Regions from separate parts of the Danio rerio genome. Here region 2 is linked to region 1. A link is a contact called in public Hi-C data. All regions are on one chromosome and are shown on one strand. The core of a region is the stretch at or near the end of the contact, and the rest is flanking DNA. Distances in the headings are between cores, read along the strand shown. Region 1 holds the start of gpatch4 (G patch domain containing 4). Region 2 has its middle 11 kb from the start of dre-mir-9-1.

Region 1 (4,650 bases), core at 1,814-4,313:
ATAAATAAATATGTATACATATATCAACTTTTAGGTTTAAGCTAAATTAAAAATGCAGATTTAATAATATGCAATATTAAATGATTTGCAGTTAACTGAAATAAACCTCAAATAATAATAATAATAACATTTTTTAAAATATCGCCTTGGAAATGCGTTTACACTATTATACTGATTAAATATTAAAGCTAAAAAACTAAAACTTGCAACAAATAACATTTACAAACTAACACAATTGCATAAACAAAAAATAATCTAATTGAAAATGTGTATTAATGTATTGTCTTAATTGCAAATGAATAACCTATAAAATCATTAATATTACAATGAAATGTTTTCCTTGATTCTTCTTAAACCGGTAACACTTAAAATAAGGTTCATTAGTTAATGTGTTTACTAACATGAACTAATCATGAACAACACTTGTACAGCATTTATTAATCATAACTGAACATTTACTAATTAACATTAGTTAATGCACCATGAGTTAAAATGAACTAATAATGAACTACTGTTTTCATTAACTAACGTTAACTAGCATGAACAAATACAGTAGTAAATGTATTGTTCATTGTTTGTTCATGTTAGTAAATGCATTAATTAACATTAACTAATGAACCTTATTGTAAAGTGTGACCCTTAAACCTTAAATGTCTAACTCAAATGTGATGGGAATGCATCAACGTTAAGAGTTCTTACAGTATTATTTATATAATTTTAACTATTAGGAATTAATATATTATTACATTAGTGCAGATAACAATATTGTAAACGTACTTGTGTGCTGTTCGTCCTCCACAAGCTTTCAGCAGATCTGCATCAGACAGCCTTAAATCAGACACAGAAATACACAGATGAGGGAAAACTAAAAAACACCATCTTGAAGTTCCCTTGTTGGACATTTAGTAATAGTAATATTGGCAGCTCATACTTAGTAGTGGTAGACAGGTCGAGTTTCTGGTCCTCGTCTTCAGAAGAGCTGCTGCTGTCGTCTTCTGCATCACTGATTTTCTCTGGCTGTTCTTCTCCTGACAGTAGCGTAGCAGACTAACAGAGGAAACAGATTTTTAAACATTCATTCATTCACACATGCTTCTTGAAAATACAACTGAATTGTATTTTTTTCCATTTATTATTTGTGCTGTTTGTGGTTTTGTACCTTGACAAAACATCCATAGAGCATGGACTTGGCTTGCTGAGCTTTGCGTGGCTTCTTGTTGGAGATCAGTCCATCACTGCTGTCATCTGATTTCTTCACCATCACACCATTCTGACGCATAATAAACAACATCAAATGAGCCCGCATTACAAACTACAACATGCTGCATATTACACAAACCAACTCTATGCCAACATTTTTTTAGTATTCACTTAAAGATCCAGACTGTTTGAGAAAATAAATAAATAAATAAACCATAGACACTTTTTTGGACATTGTAAAATTGCATTCAATCCTCCTCATTCCTTACCTGCCCCGATTCCACTACCAGACCAGACGAGGCTTTGTTAAAAACATGGTCCCACCAGTGGAAACTAAACTGCTCTCCTTGCTTATGGCCCATCTGAAGACAAATGATACATGAATAAAAACAAAATATACATTTAAGGACTTTTGATTAGACCTACAATGCTGTACTTTATCTAAAACAGTTTTTGGAAGTAAATCATGTAGAATTATTATACAGTTTTCATTGTAATAATAATATTGTTGTAGTTCATTTTAAAGTTATGTTTGGTTCTTTGTGGTCAAACCTAGACAAATAATTATATTGAAATAAATGTACTGGAATAAAAAATATAACAATAATTGTACTTGAGTTCATTTAGCATTTTCTTTAATAAAGAAAAAAATCGTAATGAAATCATACATAACAATACCATATAAAAGATATACAGGCTGTGTCCCCTAATTAGAGAGAACAGGGTTTTCTGACATAATTAGTTAATTAGGTTCTGATTTTACATACACAGACTATCAATAATAGCTTTTGCCAAAGTTCAGAAGCAATGTTACGGAATTGAACAAGAATGGTAATCAGAGCTTTAGGCTGAAATCTCTGGCTCAACTTATTAGAAAGATAGTAGAAATGTTTTAAGTGCACTCTTGATGACGTCTTTAAATTTTAAGCACACACAGGTTTTTTTTTTAAACAAATTCTAAAGCTTTTACAAATAAACAAACATTTGTTTTCATGTCTTGGTGAGGATATTTCATAGACTTCCATTTTATTTGTATCAAATTAATGACACCTTCAATGGCACAGGTGTCAAACTCAGTTTCAAAAGGGCCGCAGCTCTGCAGTTTAGTTCCAACCCTAATTAAACACACCTGATCAAACTAATTGAGTCCTTCAGGCTTGTTTGAAACCTACAAGTAAGTGTGTTGGAGCAGGGTTGGAAACTAAACTGTGCAGGGCTTCGGCCCTCCAGGAATTGAGTTTGACACCCCTGTTCTATGGTTTGTGAACCTGCAACAACATAAAACGTCTTGCCCGTGTTGTCAACTACCCACATGTTGCACGCAAAATAGAGATCTTAATAAAAATCGTTTTGTCACTCACCCCTCCTTTATCACATTTAACTTTGACTTTAATCGCCTCTGAAATGCCATTCTCTGCTCTGCCCAGACCTTTACCTACAACACACACACACACACACACAACCATAACACACCAGTGAGGATTGGTCCGTCTATGGCGGACGAAGCGTCATAATCAATCATATCTGCCATGAGTTTGTGATGAATCATGAGCACAACAAATATATCGTGCTTTTACCCTTTTCCCATCCGTGTCGTAGAAGCTGCTCCTCAGCGAACTTTAGTCCTGTACTCTTTTCTTGGACCGTTTCTGCCATGAATTCTTAAACTCTGCACTCGAATATGAAGGTAAAACACATCAGCCAACTGCACATTGACAATATTCGTTAATTCTGAGTATTTTAGCTGTTTACTTCTGTAAATCGTAACAGCTTACTAAAATAAAAAGAAGGGAAAAGACCAACAATCGCTACCACGCGCTCAGCAAGAGAGCAGGCATGACACCGGCAACTACGGGAAGTGACAAGGGTCACTGATGACGATTAACCAAACGCGTTTTGGCATAAAATGGATTAAATAAATTTTGCGTGTGTACGTTCTTTTAAAAACATACACACCATGCATCTTCATTAGATTTTAAATGATTACAACTTATTTAAAATCTAATGAAAATATATGTAGTATAATCACATTGTTTTAATAATTTTAACCTTTTGATGCACAAGCTCCAAAATAGATATAGAAAAAATAACCTTAGACCCGTCAATTTAGACCCATGTGGTGCATCAAAAGGTTAAGAACAGGCGAGAATAAATATTGTATTGTAGAATAAATATACAGAATAAACATTTAATATTTACACATCTTCCACAATATTACGATGAAAGCGCTTTTCACATATATCATGCTATTAATAGACTTTCAGTGGATTTCAAATCCCTTGTAAATAAAATTTATTGTGAACCTCAAAATGGAACAGTCATCCTTCACTGCATAATGTTTAATCATGTTTAATTCAGACTCAAAACATGGTATAAATAGTCATTTTATTATTTGGATTACCAACAACTGTGCGCCATTCTCAAAACTAACATCTGAAGCAAAATAAAAACAACAAAACCACCCTGATATAAAAATACTGTACATGCCATATGTTCACATATTCACAGAATATACAATCAACCTGTCAGAAACCATGGAGGTGAGAATATGCTGGTTAGTGCTCTACAATTTCTCTGCTATCAAACATCTCATTTTGTGCTAAGTGAGAGCCTGTCATTTGTCCAATTACAATACAATAATCAGGGATAAAATGGAGCAGTTTGTGCTACATTTCTTCAATAATTATGTTGGTTTTGTGTTTAGAACGTGACGGATAGCACCTTCATATGATGGATTTATACTTCACATGTTAAAAGGAGGCCAACAGAACCTTTTTTTCCACCATGCTTAAAACACATCTTTGGCAGGTGTCAGTGTAAGAAGAACTGCATAAGTATTTTTTAATGAAGCAGTCAGAAGGCAGGGTTCAGTCCTGCTCTTCATCAGTGGCCGACTGCTGCTCTGCAGCCTCGTCCTCTGAACTGGCCTGAGAAGCTGACGTGTGGAACAGACGCATTAAATCCCGAAATCTCCTTGAAACCTGCACACACAATCATGTTAAAAATGCACTTTTTTTCTGGTTCCCCATTTTTTTAAGAAAAGATTGCTTTTGCTGAACGCCCTTGTACTCATCATTTAGGGCTTGCGCATGTGTTGTTTGCAGTAAAAACTGACGGGAAACCATAGTTGTATAACACTTTTTTACAATAAATCTAATGTAGTGTGGTTTTTCATAATAAACATTTACATCTCTCTGATGGACCTTTTAATTCCATATAAAACAAATACTTCAATTACTGTTTGTTTACAAGTAAATAACTTTATATAAGGACTCTCAAAATGTCAAATACAATTTCAAGTAATGTTGAGAAAGAAAATACACTATCAGTGAAAAGTTTGGGGTCAGTTTTTTTTTATTATGAATAAAATTATTCTCTTTATCAAGACGGCATTTATTAAATGTAAAAAATATTGTTAAATTGTGAAATTTGTAAATTAGTGCCTTTATA
Region 2 (5,103 bases), core at 1,646-4,145, 180 kb before region 1:
TGAAAAAGAGATGACATTCGATGCAGGGAGCAACAAGGCTACATATTTTCGAGTAATACTACAGACATCTGAAATAACTGCATAGTGTAAGATTGAATCAGGAAGACAAAGATCAGCGTACAAAAACTAACGCTTCATTCCACAAGACAAACGCGAATATTTTTGCATGTTTATAAATGAAAAATCTAGTTTTCCTTTTTTTCCAGCTTACTTTCTTTAAAAAGTCGCGCTTTTGTTTGTTTTGTTAGCAACACCGATAGAAGCGTCCAGAATGTATGCTCATTTATAAACAAGGAACACCAACAGTATGATTAACTGTGCCTATTCTATTCTATTCTATTCTATTCTATCCTAATAGTCTTTCTAACTGCGCTGCATGACGTTCTCTTGTTTTTCTCGAATAAAGTGAGGCGCTGTCCCTGAAACAGTGCTGAAGTCAGTCCTAACCAGTAATTTCGATTTCATGATTTCACAATAATTTTGTCAAATAGATTAAAAATAATAATGAATTTTTATTATTAATATTTTAATATATTTTAATATTTAATTAGCTAATTGAATCAACTTGAGGTAAAACTTACGGCGCAAGTAGGAATAAAGTTTCCTATAAACAGCTGCGCATGCTTGATTTTGCAGTGCACCGACACGAATGGACTTTTAAGGACGTTAATAAGCTGAATTTCGGGCTTTTTAATGTACAAAGTAGGCCCTAATGGAATTCCAGTTTTGAGTTGTTTGCTAGCTTACTCTGCATTTGGTCAGCTGAGGTCGCGATTTATCGCTATTGTTTTCCTCTCAGATTATGAAAGGCGAATAAATTGTAAACCTTTGATGCTTTGCTTATTTTAATAAATAGGCAGATTTTTAAAAAGTTTTTTTTGTAACTACATTGTTAGTTTAAACAGATTATAGCCTACTATAATATTTAAGATCTCCACCTGAACATAGCCTTGTTTTAAAGTAGAGCATGGACTGTGGTTATATATCAGGCCCAATAAAAGTAAATTGAATGAATGTCGGTCTGTCTTCGTAGTCCTTTTAGCTTCTCTCAAAGCAGGTTCAGTGTGCTGTGCTGAGCGGTGTGGCACAGCATGCCAACTAGTGCCGCACAGTAGGCTTCTCAGATGCGCAAACCTCAATCATCCAGACAAACGCATCTGAAACGAAGTGTAGTTCATTCTATAAGACACCGTTTACCATACTAAAGATTAAAGACTTTAACTTTCTTTGAAGAAATCAGGCCAATTTACGTTCAGCAGAACAACCAGCCTTTATGTTTGTATATAGGTTTAAGCAGGATGTTTAATTAAACATTAAATACTTATCAAAAAATAAATAAAATATAATGGCCTATAGCATGTTATTAATGTACATTTCTGTAAGTGCACAATCAAATGTTGTCATTTTGATTGGTAAATTCATATTATAGCCTACCATTTTGACCATAGTCATGGCTGAAATTGCCTTGTTTCTTTTCGAATTTTCGCAAAATGTTGGAGATAAAACACCGCCAAGAATATTTGGCTTTCGTTCACCACTTGTGGCATCGCAGCTCTAGTTGATTTGGTTTCTGTTTGCGTGTCAGTTGATTTCAACAAAAATGTGTTAATCGACAAAAAAGAACAGAACCTGGTCCAGGTATAAGCTTCAAATAAACAATAGCAAATTACTTTTTAAAAGAAAATAACTACAATAAATAAATAATTAAAATCGAATAAGTTAAATTAATTATCCTATATTTGTTATAGCTAATATAAAGATAGTGTTTTAGAATCATAAAACGAGTAATGCTTTAATAACAATGAGTTCTAATACCATGTAGTCTAATTCGTGTAATTAACACAAACACATAGCCTATTAACAGCAAAATACTTTACTAGCCAGATAAACAATATAACACAGAAGGTCTACAATACAAAACAGCTATTTATACCCATGTTTTTCTGCTGACGGAACAATGTAAGAAATAATGTATTAACTAAAGTCAAAATGACCATTTGAAAGTAGGCTATTTAAAAAGTTTAAAAAAAAAGTTTAGGTAAATGCATGGAAAATAAAATTAGGTCAGTATACTGTAAAACAACACACTGTAAGTGCCCCCCCCCCCCCACACACACACACTTTGTGTGTATATCTAGTAATACTTTGTGGTTTATTTGTCAAACCACCTTTAGGTGACGTCACCCATAATGGAATATAACCATTTGATTGGACCATTTCGAGGGGTGTAAACAATAACAATAGTCCTAATGTATTTACTGTAGCACGTTTTTAATTTCCATAGCTTCCAAGAATCCAAAAAGCTACAAATGTTGATAAATAATGTTGTGGCAGAGATTTTAGCATTAAGATGATTAAACTGCCTTTTACAGTTCTGAAATAGTTTGGTAACAAGCAGTAAATGTTCACATTAAAAATGGTCTATGTCTCTAATTAAATGTGTTTGTGCGCGTCAAACCATTCTCCTCACTGTCATGGTAAAGGAGCCAATCCTCTGTCTGACAGGTATAAATAAAACGACCTTAAATCTAATTTCCAATAGATTTGGCTGAATAAGAAACTGGAAGGCACAGACACATTTATTAAAAAAAAAAAAAAAAAAAAAAGCAAAGGGCCCACAGGAAACGCACGCAGTTGAATCGATTCTCCTGGTCAGTCTGAAATGAGATGTTCGGCTTCATGAGAACAGGTTTAAATTTCACCCTCCTGAGGGAGATTGTAGCCTACATAAACATAAACTGCTCATTTGCATGCTCTATCCCACGGTGGAAATTACAATGCAGCATAATTAATATGCGCATAAATTAAGAGTGAGAGAGGGTTCTAGATTGGGCGCGCAGGCGGTCCTCTTAAAGAAGAAAGAAGGGACTCTGTTGGCCCAGGAACAAGCTGACTGTTCACACGCTAAATTTCAGGAGGAGGGGGCAACAAACCCGCCTTCCCATGTCGCTGCTGGCCGCGGCCCACACAATAACCGAGCAAGAGAAGCAGAGATTAGTCAAACAGCTTTGAGATGTTGCTTCTTTTATTCGCACAGACCAGATTTACTTCCCCGCTCCTCCACCCCCGGCACCGTGACTTAATAGACTTGTTATAAGTTTTCACTTGACATCTGAAGATCACATATATGATAATATTTATTTGTTCAAAAGGAAAATCGATAAGGTCGTGCATTAACGTGAATTACGGAAAACGTGTTCGTTGTACTGTCATGTGATAGGAGTCTATTTTCGTATGCCTCAGATAAAGGAACACCACAAGTTTTTGCACGTTTAATCAAAGATATCGAAAGAACAGATTTAGTTAAGTTTAGGCTATCTGTTTAGTTTTTTATTGACAACACGCTGTGTCATGATACTCGTATATGTGGCTTTTAATTTATAACGATAAATAGGCCTAATAATAATTAAAGTTTAGTAACAGGCAGACCCTAAAAGCCAAATCTAAATGCAAGAAATGGAGTTTAAAAATGGCCCATTTCAAAGCATGGTTGAGCCTTGAATGCCATCTGCTGGTCATTTATAGTTTGTGCACTTAACTTGTTTGCATTCTAAAGTTATAAACCAAGGGGTGCCCACACTTTTTTATATGAAGGGCCAAAACCAATCTTGATTGAGGCTAGTGGGTCGAAGATAAATATTTTGGTTAATTTCCTAATTTATTTAATAATGTTTAACAATTACATTTTAAATTTTATAATGACCCTTTTACAGTACAAACAGCCAAACACATTTATAACAGAATTACACTAGTTTTTGCCTTGATTTGCTCACTGATGTCTTCTGCATTGTCCTTTACCCCTCGAGTGGTAGTATTTACATCTTAAAATAAAATAAGATTCATTTACAACATTGAATTGAAACATTTCATTTCAGTTTTCTCTAAATAAAAAAACAATAAAACAAACAAAAAAAGGTTACATCAAATTAGAAATTATGATCTCTGTGTTAAAGGCATTTGCCCCAAACCTCTCCATCATTCTCATTCCTCTCTCAGATGAGACGGTGGGCCAAATTAAAGGTTACAATAGGTCAACTTTGGCCCGCAGGCCCTACTTTGGGCATCTTTGTAATAAGCGGAAGTAAATATAAAAAAGAAAAATGAAATAAACAGAAATGTTTAAAACTTTTAAGTATTTTCTTGTTTGTTTTATTGTTTCGCTTAAATCTTAAATAAAAGAACCAAAATTAGATGTAAAAAAAAAAAAATAATATATATATATATATATATATATAAAATGGAAATTCAAATAAATTTCATATAAATGATTAATATAGTATATGAGTGTGAATGAGTGTGTATGGATTAAGTGACTTAATGACATGCTAGTTTCAATGTGTATATTATCAATATGTAATAAGTTGCCAAAATTCATTTATTTTCCTTTGGCTTAATCTCTTTTTCAGAGGTCGCCACAGCGGAATGAACTGCCAACTATTCTAGCAACTGTTTTTATTCAGCGGATGCCATTACAGCTGCAATTCAGTACTGGAAACACCCATCCACACTCATTTACACACACTAATACACTACGGACAATTTAGCTTACCCAATTCACTTACACTGCATGTCTTTGGACTGTGGGGGAAACTGGAGCACTTGGAGGAACCCCACATGAACACTGGGAGAACATGCAAACTCCACACAAAAAATGCCAACTGGTTCAGCCGGGGCTCGAACCACCAACCTTCTTGCTATGAGGTTACAGTGCTAAGCACTGAGCCTTTGTGCTGCCAAAATTTTAGAGATGAAATTGGTACATTGGTATTTCAGTTTTTATTGGATATCTCAATGTTAATGAGGTAATTTTAAGTTAGAACTAATAATTAGACATATTAACAATGAGCCAAAGAATGTATACAGAGCTGTCACTGGAGAAATTTCCTATTAGGTTTTAAAGCCTTTTACGATATAAATGGTACATATTTGTTCAAGGAACTATTGACCTTGTGATGCCTTTTTTTGCCAAGAATTTATTTGTAAAAAGGACTGGTATGTTCTCGACATTTTCTAGTATGAGAGCAATATAGTTTTACCTCTTTATTTGTTCTTTCAAAAGCAGAAGTAGAATAAAAGCTGCGTTATTTACTGAATGTGTTGCAA

What was found. A called contact is a pair of places that touch in the nucleus more often than the background predicts.
Region 2: a contact with region 1 is called in a Hi-C map of embryo, with 2.4 times the contacts expected there. The contact joins the enhancer-like site here to the promoter of gpatch4 in region 1.

Annotation. Positions count from the first base shown.
Region 1 is chr16:32,151,750-32,156,399 of GRCz12tu, reverse strand. It overlaps gpatch4 (G patch domain containing 4), which reads right to left and starts at 3,063. Exons shown (of 7, transcript NM_001199720.1): 1 at 2,778-3,063; 2 at 2,562-2,635; 3 at 1,470-1,562; 4 at 1,160-1,270; 5 at 932-1,047; 6 at 778-828. The coding sequence starts at 2,856. gon4lb (gon-4 like b) reads right to left here. Exons shown (of 31, transcript NM_001201535.1): 31 at 3,570-4,181. The coding sequence ends at 4,068.
Region 2 is chr16:32,334,438-32,339,540 of GRCz12tu, reverse strand. No RefSeq gene overlaps it. Among named protein-coding and RNA genes, the nearest start is that of dre-mir-9-1, 11 kb to the left of the region's middle. Within about 2 kb of position 2,895, at least 15 of the 62 cell types and tissues checked have an H3K27ac peak or open chromatin away from gene starts, as enhancers often do.